Regions from separate parts of the Mus musculus genome. Here region 2 is linked to region 1. A link is a contact called in public HiChIP or PLAC-seq data. All regions are on one chromosome and are shown on one strand. The core of a region is the stretch at or near the end of the contact, and the rest is flanking DNA. Distances in the headings are between cores, read along the strand shown.

Region 1 (4,168 bases), core at 755-3,254:
ATTAAATGTCTTTGTAGCTTTAATTAAGTGCACACAAACAATGCAGAGGTCTTAGCAGCTTTCCAGCGACTGCAAGGCTACAACTGTTTCCTCCTCAGCACCCCGGGATTCCTCCACTACCTCAAGCCTCCAATCTAGTTCCAGAACTACAATCGAAGCAACAATAGCAAAAGAACAGAGCTGCTCATCTTATTCAGTTTTCCGACTTAAACCATTTTCTATGCCTTGGCTTGCTCTAGGGTCTGTTTTCCACACCCATCTTTTTTTCTTCTGAACCTTCATCCTAAGGTCCCCTGGTTCTCTCCAGTTCACTCTGCTTCCAAGGTGGGGGGTGGGGGGGCTGCTAACATGTTTCCCAGGGGGCTCAGGAAGCTTTCCCAACCTTCTGGGGAGCGTGAGCAGATCAGAGCCTCAAAGCTGCCACCATCTGCAAAGCATCTGATCCCTTGCTTTTTCTATCATTTCTATGAGCCCAGAAGGGGCAAGCCAAGACTCACCCACTCTTCAGATCCCCACGACCTGTTCCACTCAAGCTCAAAACACTGCACATACAGAAACTGTGGATCTATCATCCCATGTGATCTCATAAAAGGACTCAAAATACAAAATACAAAAAGAACAAGAAAAAGAAATGTTCAGCCCAAACCAAATATCCTTATTTTAGCTGGAATCCTGCCAAATAGGCACAAGAGGCTGGTGACGACAACGGTGATAGAAGGAAACTGGCTAGCCGAATCTCATTGAAAACCGATAAGGTTCCATGAATCAGATCGAATGAAAAGGTTCACCCTTTTTGGAGAGAGGTTTGTCTGCGGTTTGAAAGTCAGATCCAAAGGACTCTGTACTCCTTCATAAAGGTTAAACTGATGAAGGTGGCGTGGGGTGGGAGTGGGGGTGGGGAGGACGAAACGTTCAAACTCCCGAAGATTTACAGGCCACTTTTTCAAAAAACAAAAATCCTTGTACAGAATAACATCTTCCACATGATTTTTTTCTTTAAAGCTCTTATTTCTAGAAAGTAATTTTGTTGCAGGTGATCTTGAATGCACTTGGGCACCAAGGAAAAAAGACACCTGTGCCTAACAGGTCGGTAACACTACCAACGTGCCCCGGGTACCAAGGGAACGAGAGATGCTCTGATTTCTGGATAAAAGATTTTCTGCAGTGCCAGGTAGGAGATCACATGCCCTAAAACGGCCGCAGCTCATTTGGAGTGATGTAAAAGCTCCTTGGATATTAATTTTATTAGAAATTCCAAGAAGCAAGCAACCTCAGATTGCATTCATTTTAGACTCCAGGCGTCTGGTACTTTCCAGTTTCCTCTCGCTCCCTACTAGCAAGGGGTAGGCGAGATGGGCAGCAGCAGCCCATGCATTCCGGGGAGGGGGGAGGTGGGGTACCGACAGGGCGATCGTAGCCCACCACCACCACCACCACCACTCCCCGCGCGCGCACACCCCGCCAAGCCCCACGCACAGCTCCATCCCGAACGTTCAATTCGCCCCGGGACTAAGAAGCCCCTACCCACGGCCGGCCGGCCTGGCAGAGTCCGGTCCCGCGGTCGCCCCCCGGACTGCGGGCGCCGCGCCCCGTCACGCCCCGCGCCTCCCCTCGCCCGCCACCCCCCGCGATCGCGGCGTGTCCTCCGCAGCGCCGCGCGCCCTCCGCAACCGTACAGCCCTCCGCCGCGCGCCCGGGCGCCCGCTCACTCACGCGGGAGGCAGTGGCGGCGTCTCCATTGTGGCTCCTCGCGGGCTTCAGAACGCAGGCAGCGACCGCCGCCGCCAGCACCATACCAGCCGCGGACGCCGGCACTGTCCGCCCGCCCAGCCCCGTTCCATCCGCCCCGAGGGGGCGCAGCGCTCCTCACCGCGCGCCACCACCTGCGGCGGCGGCCCCCGCGGCCATGGCCCGTCGGCCCCGCGCGCTCGTGTGCCTGGCGCGGCTCCCGCGCTCCCCCGAGTGCCGGGCGGCGACGGCGGCGGCGGCGGCGGCGGGACAGGCGAGCGGGCGAGCGTGCTGCTCGGCCACTTCCGGGTTCTCCCGGCCGGCGCCGGCGCCGTGACGGGCGGGCGCTGCGGCCTCCCGCGGCGGAGGGACCCCTCCCTCGGCGCCGCCCCTTCCTCCGCGGCGTCTGGAGGAGGAGGCGGCGGGCGGACGGGCGAGCGCGCGCCCGCGGGGGAGGGAGTAGACCCGGGGCCGAGGCTGGGAGCTCGGAGGCGGGGAGGGCTCGCGCGGAAGGGGTGCTCTCCGGTGCACCGCTTGCTCTGATTCACCGGTGTGTTCACATCCTTGTCTTGGCGTCCGAGTGCCTCCCCCACCCCCGTGGGGATGCGGGGGAGGGCAGACCATTCACTGCCTTTCCGAAGGGGGAAACCGAGGCAAGACGAGATAGATCGGCCTGACCAGTGTCCCAAGCCCGAAGCTAGCGGGCGTCTTTCCTGGGTGTTCCTAATCTGGTCCTTGGACAACTGAGTTGAGCACCTGCTAGGCTGAGCTTGGGGACGTGACTGAGCAAACGTGGGTCGTTTAGCTTAGCTAGCTGCCCATCTGGACGTGATAAGAGAAACAATGAGCCCAGGATGTCCACTGGGAAGAAGAAGAAACGGCGGTGAGATAGGGCGTGCTGTTTGATGAGGAACGGTCCGGAAGGCCTCTTGGGGTATCAGTTAAACAAAGATGAATTAACATGAACCTTGAACCACTCAAGGGGTGGGTGAATGTCCAGGGCTAAGGCAAAATCAGTGAAGATCCCTGTCAGCAAGATGCCTGTCACATTGAGAAAAGGCAGGAGGGTTCCGAATTCTCCACCAATGCCTGCTAGCGGAAGAAACACCTGGGAACTTAGAGATGGGAATTCTTCAGTTCCACTCCAAACTTACTGTCTAGGCACCCTCGGGGTAGAGCCAGGATTCCAGGCTTGAAGGAAGGCAAGGTCTGAGACTCTCTACTTACTGTAACTGAGGCAGTACTAGACCATTACTGGCCAAATGGTTACCGTTAGTTGTATAAGTGATACACTCGCGGAGGGAAGGGAGCAGGCAAGTTTAGTCTAGCCAAAATACAAAAGAAAGATGGCTGAACTGGAGTCAGAGGGATTGAAAGAAGTGGTCAGATTCTAGATGATAAAGTGCTCAGTAAGAATTCCGATGGATTAGGCTTCAGGAGAAGTAGCGTCCGGAGTGAACTTAAATTTGGAAGTTGACCCATGTAGATCGTATGTACAGTCACAAGACTAGTTGAAATAAGCTCTGTAATGTAGCTACAGAAAAGACCAAGACATGATCCCTGGGCCACTCCAGCATCACACGAACGGAGTGCTTGCCTGAGGGAGCACAAGGCTCCATCCCTAGCACTGCCAATAAGTACTTAAATAAAATAATTGCAAAAGTGTTGGTGTGTGCTTATAATCCCCGCACTCAGGAGGCCAAGAAAGGGTGCTCAGTGGTGACTTGTTTTAATAAAGAAAATATGCCTTGCCGTGATTAATATCTCTGCATCGTTAGGCCATTACTGATTTGCCATGCGGAGGGCCTGCATGATGACTTCCTTATGGCTCAGACAGATCCATCACTAATAATACTTCCTTAGGATTCGTGATGGATCTGTCTGAGCCATAAGAAAAGTTCCTGCTTTATAAAGCAAAAGTCGGATGAGAAAGTGGATGTGAAGCACATACAAGCTCACTAGCAAAAGGTAAGCCTGGTACAGAATGAGTTCGAAAACTATGCCTTAGCAACCTAGTTGGACTCTGTCTCATAACAAGTTGAAATAAATTAAAGAGGGGGCTATGGCTCAGTGATAGTGCCTGGCAAATACATAGCTCTGGATTCAATCGCAGCATTGAAAAGCAATAATAATAATAATAATAATAATAATAATAATTTCTAAAGGGTGTGTCAGTGTGCGAGGCACATACTTTGAGTCATAGCCCCCATTAGATCTTCCTCTGGTTCATCTTTGTCCATCACAATTTTCTGCTAATATTCTAAATGTCTATTTTTTTTTATCACCACTCCATTTGTAGAAGTAAACCCAGAAGAGTGCTTATTTTTGTGATGTTCACACAATCATGCAGGTGCCCAAGGAGGCCAGAAAAGTAGATTGGGTTACCTGGAGATGTAATTACAAGTATTTGTAAGCCACCCAATACGGATGCTAAGAATCA
Region 2 (3,674 bases), core at 716-3,215, 190 kb after region 1:
TCATCCGGACTCAACAGCCATCGGTATCTTCACATTATCTATCTCCTCTTCTTCCTTTCACTCTTCCAGGCGTGATGCGTGCAACTCTTACACTTTTACATCACTGTAAGTCATGATACCGTCACAAACTAGGGCTACCTGTGTGTAGCTGAGTTGGGTCAGGGGGAGTTGGTGGGGGAAGCTCGAGGGCGAGGGCGCAGGGGGGAGGCGGGAGGGCGGGGGCAAAAGGGGAGGGGGAAGGCGCGGGGGGGGGGGCGGGGGCGGGGCGGGGCGGGGGCGCGGGGACAGGAATACCTCATGGGAAGGGCACTCGAGAATGAAGTGGAATGCATCTCCTGCGAAAGCAGTTGTGTCTGTATAGTTTTCTTCTCCTGGGAAAGTTAACTGAAGAAAGGAGAAATAAGGTCAGTTTTAAAAAGGAGAAAGGGGCAGCATCTGCACAGCAAAACCGTTCTGAGGTCGTTTGTTATCCCTTCATCCGAGATTAAGCGGTAAACAAATCACTTGGCTACACAGACACGCAGGTACATTCCTTCTGCCCGTGTTGGCAGTAAGACCTCGGCCGTGGCAGCCTTCTGGACATATTTCTTACACCCAATTCTCACACTTCTTTAAGGAATTAATGTAAGTTGTTTTACAAGAACACCGTCCAGGATACTCTATATTTTAGAAAACTAGAGATCCGAATTTTATTTTTTGGATTGAGTAGCGATTACTATAGGCAGTAAAGAAGGACCTTGTAACTTTTTTTCCCCTTATGTATGTAAAAAGAATGATTTGAATAACCTCAGAGCAATCAAAGTCCTAATTAAAAGCAGCGGCTGACTTTTCAGCCAAGACACTCCATCTTCCGTCTAACTAAAGGAACATTTTATCACGTCTGTACTGACACCCTTGGATAATGACTATTGTCATCTTTTGGTTGAAACTTGACCCTTCAACTTTATGTGTCAGAAAACTTAACGCTGACAACATACCTTTTACAGTTTTGCCTTAAACGTCATAATGATAAAAAAACCAAACAGTAATAAACAAACAAATAAACAAAACCTTGTCTTGTGTAATTAAATAACCAGAGATGGCAGGCAGTCAGTGGGCCAGTTTTATCATTTTACATTGTTACATCATGATTTTGGCTACCTCAACTTACAATGCCCTCCTCCAATCAGCAACATGCATGCTCTCTTGATAATCTGCTTAGATTTTGCATGTTACCTAAAAAAAAATCTAGGTTTATTAGTAGACCAACATTCTCCCATCTATTTACTTGTATGGATAATAGTTTTGAGAATTATTTTCTTGGAAAAATAATTGTAAAATACATAACAATATTTTAAAATGTCCAAATAGTATCCCACAATGAGATTGCTAAATGTACTTCAGAAATCCTATATATTTTCCTCAGTCCTATTAACTGTAAGTATACCCAAATAGTTCTCAGCATAAGCACATTTAGAGACCCAGAAGCACAAACAGGCAAACAAACAAGTTACCCTAGCCAGTTATTTCAAAAACCTACCTGGTTTCTGTTCACTGATAAAAAGGAGACTCATGGCAAAAATAAAAAATACCCAAAAAAGGGGCTGGAATCGCATCTTTTCTTTTCTTTCTCTTTTTTCTTTTCTTCTTTTTCTTTCCTTTTGTTTTTCTTTTTTCTTACACGCAAGTGAACAATAGCTCTTCAAGTAGAGAAATCGTCTGTAAATCGCAGTATCTGTCCGGCTCACCCCACATCCTATGGCCAGAACTCAGAGGGCTGCCAGCTGCCTTTTCCTGAAAAGGTTAATGATCACATCAGACAAGGTTACTGGTACTCCAGAGCTCCCAAGCCTCAAGCCCCTCCTCCATCCCTCTCCGCGGCTCCCTGCCACTCCCCCTTATTTCCATAAGCAAATATTGGTGAAATGGACCATTCAGGCACGCAGTAACTTAAGCGGGAAGTCTCTGCAAAGCTCCAAGGAGAGTCACTCCAATTCAATCTGTTTACGAAGAACTATGCAAAACGAAGCATTGCCTGCCTCCGCTCCCCTCCATTGCAATCTGTTTAAGCTTTGCATTGCCCATATTGATCCCACATGCAGGAAGCAGTGGAGAGGACGGGAAGTCTCCCTTGTGTCCTCTTGCAGAAGGAATGCTAGAGCTCTAACTGAGGGATTCCCAAATGCTTTGTATGGACTCTGGGTTGGAGCGCTTCCTCTTTGCCAGAGTTACTACAAAGTAGCGCCTATTTATATTAAATCTCCAAATGGCTTAATGTGTGTGGGTTCCCACCATCAGAGATTCCTGGAGTTTAGAAGGTTCAGAAGTAAATCTGTGAAATGTTTATCTTTTCATTTAAGTGCAATTTAAGAAGTGATGAAGGTCATTTTCATCTGCAAACATTCAAGAGTTTTTCAAAGGGAGTTCAGGCAAGCCACAGACATAAAATGCTCTGCTGTAAACTTGTAAGTGGTGGCGTGTCAGGTAAACGTCACCGGCACGGAGACCAGATTGCAGATGGAGAAAGAATGTTGTAGCTGGTTTCTAAACAGTCAGAAGAAACAAAAGGAGTCTAGTTTTTGTCTTGCACATCCACCCGCATCTCCTGTCTGAGGGCTTTCTTACCTGTAATACAAGACTGTTGGATCTGAGAAGTATTGTAATTATTCTAATGAAGAAGGCTATGTAGCTATACTCTGACAGATAAGTAGACCCAAGCACATGTAAGCGGTTGTGAATTGTCAGGAATTTTGTTCCATTTTGGCATCTTTAAAGTCAGGTGGTGGTCACACACAATCTTGGGCTTCTTAAGGTTTGAAATGCAAAAATTATTTTGATTTTACAAATTAGTCTGTACAATTCCATATCTGCCTAGCTATTCCAGATTATACAGAACTTTAAAAAATTCTTAAAAAAATTTTTTTTAATTATTTAATTATTAAATGTGGTGGCACCTATCTTTAATCCCAGCACTCAAAAGACATAGGCAGGCATATCTCTGTGAGTTCCAGGACAGCCTGGTCTACATAGCAAGTACTGGTACAGCCAAGGCTATATAAGAGAGTAACCCTATCTCAAAAATAGATGATAGAAGATAGATAGATAGATAGATAGATAGATAGATAGATTTTATTTATTTATTTATTTATTTACCTGCATGTATGTCTGAGCACCGTGCGTATGCAGTGCCCACAGAGTCCAGAAGAGGACATCAGGTCCCCTGAGCTGTAGTTACAGGCAGTAGTGAGCCCCTGTGTGTGTGCTGGAATGAACTCAGGTCCCCTGACAGAGCAGCACCTGCTCTTAACTGCTGAGCCATTTCTCCAGACCTGTTTTATAGTTATTGTTGTTGGGCTTTTTGTTTGTTTTTAAAAGAAATTTTAAGGTATAAGCCAGATGTGGTAGCACACACCTTTAATCCCAGTATTCAGGAGGCAGAGGCAGGTTAATCTGAGAATCTGAGGCCAGCTTGGTCTGCAGAGCAAGTTCCAGGACAGCCAAGTCTACACAGAGAAATGCTGTCTCAAAACAAGAAACAAACACCAAAAAACCCCACCAAAAACAAAAACAAAGAACTGTGTGTATGTGTGTGTGTGTGTGTCTGTCCAAGGAGGTAAGAAGAGGGCGTTGGATCCCCTGACACTGGTACAGAGAACACAGTTCATACCGTCAGGAAGAGTAGTAAGTACTCTTAA

The links. HiChIP or PLAC-seq counts read pairs in DNA pulled down with a chosen protein or histone mark.
Region 2: a contact with region 1 is called in an H3K4me3 HiChIP or PLAC-seq map of embryonic stem cells, with 5 times the contacts expected there. The contact joins the promoter of Apela here to the promoter of Klhl2 in region 1. A contact is called at or near these places in 2 of 115 datasets of contacts at active chromatin or transcription factors (embryonic stem cells and extraembryonic endoderm stem cells).

The regions. Positions count from the first base shown.
Region 1 is chr8:64,847,920-64,852,087 of GRCm38.p6, forward strand. It overlaps Klhl2 (kelch-like 2, Mayven), which reads right to left and starts at 2,005. Exons shown (of 15, transcript NM_178633.3): 1 at 1,714-2,005. The coding sequence starts at 1,739.
Region 2 is chr8:65,035,371-65,039,044 of GRCm38.p6, forward strand. It overlaps Apela (apelin receptor early endogenous ligand), which reads right to left and starts at 1,966. Exons shown (of 4, transcript NM_001297554.1): 1 at 1,911-1,966; 2 at 1,520-1,773; 3 at 295-384. The coding sequence starts at 1,595. The coding sequence ends at 296.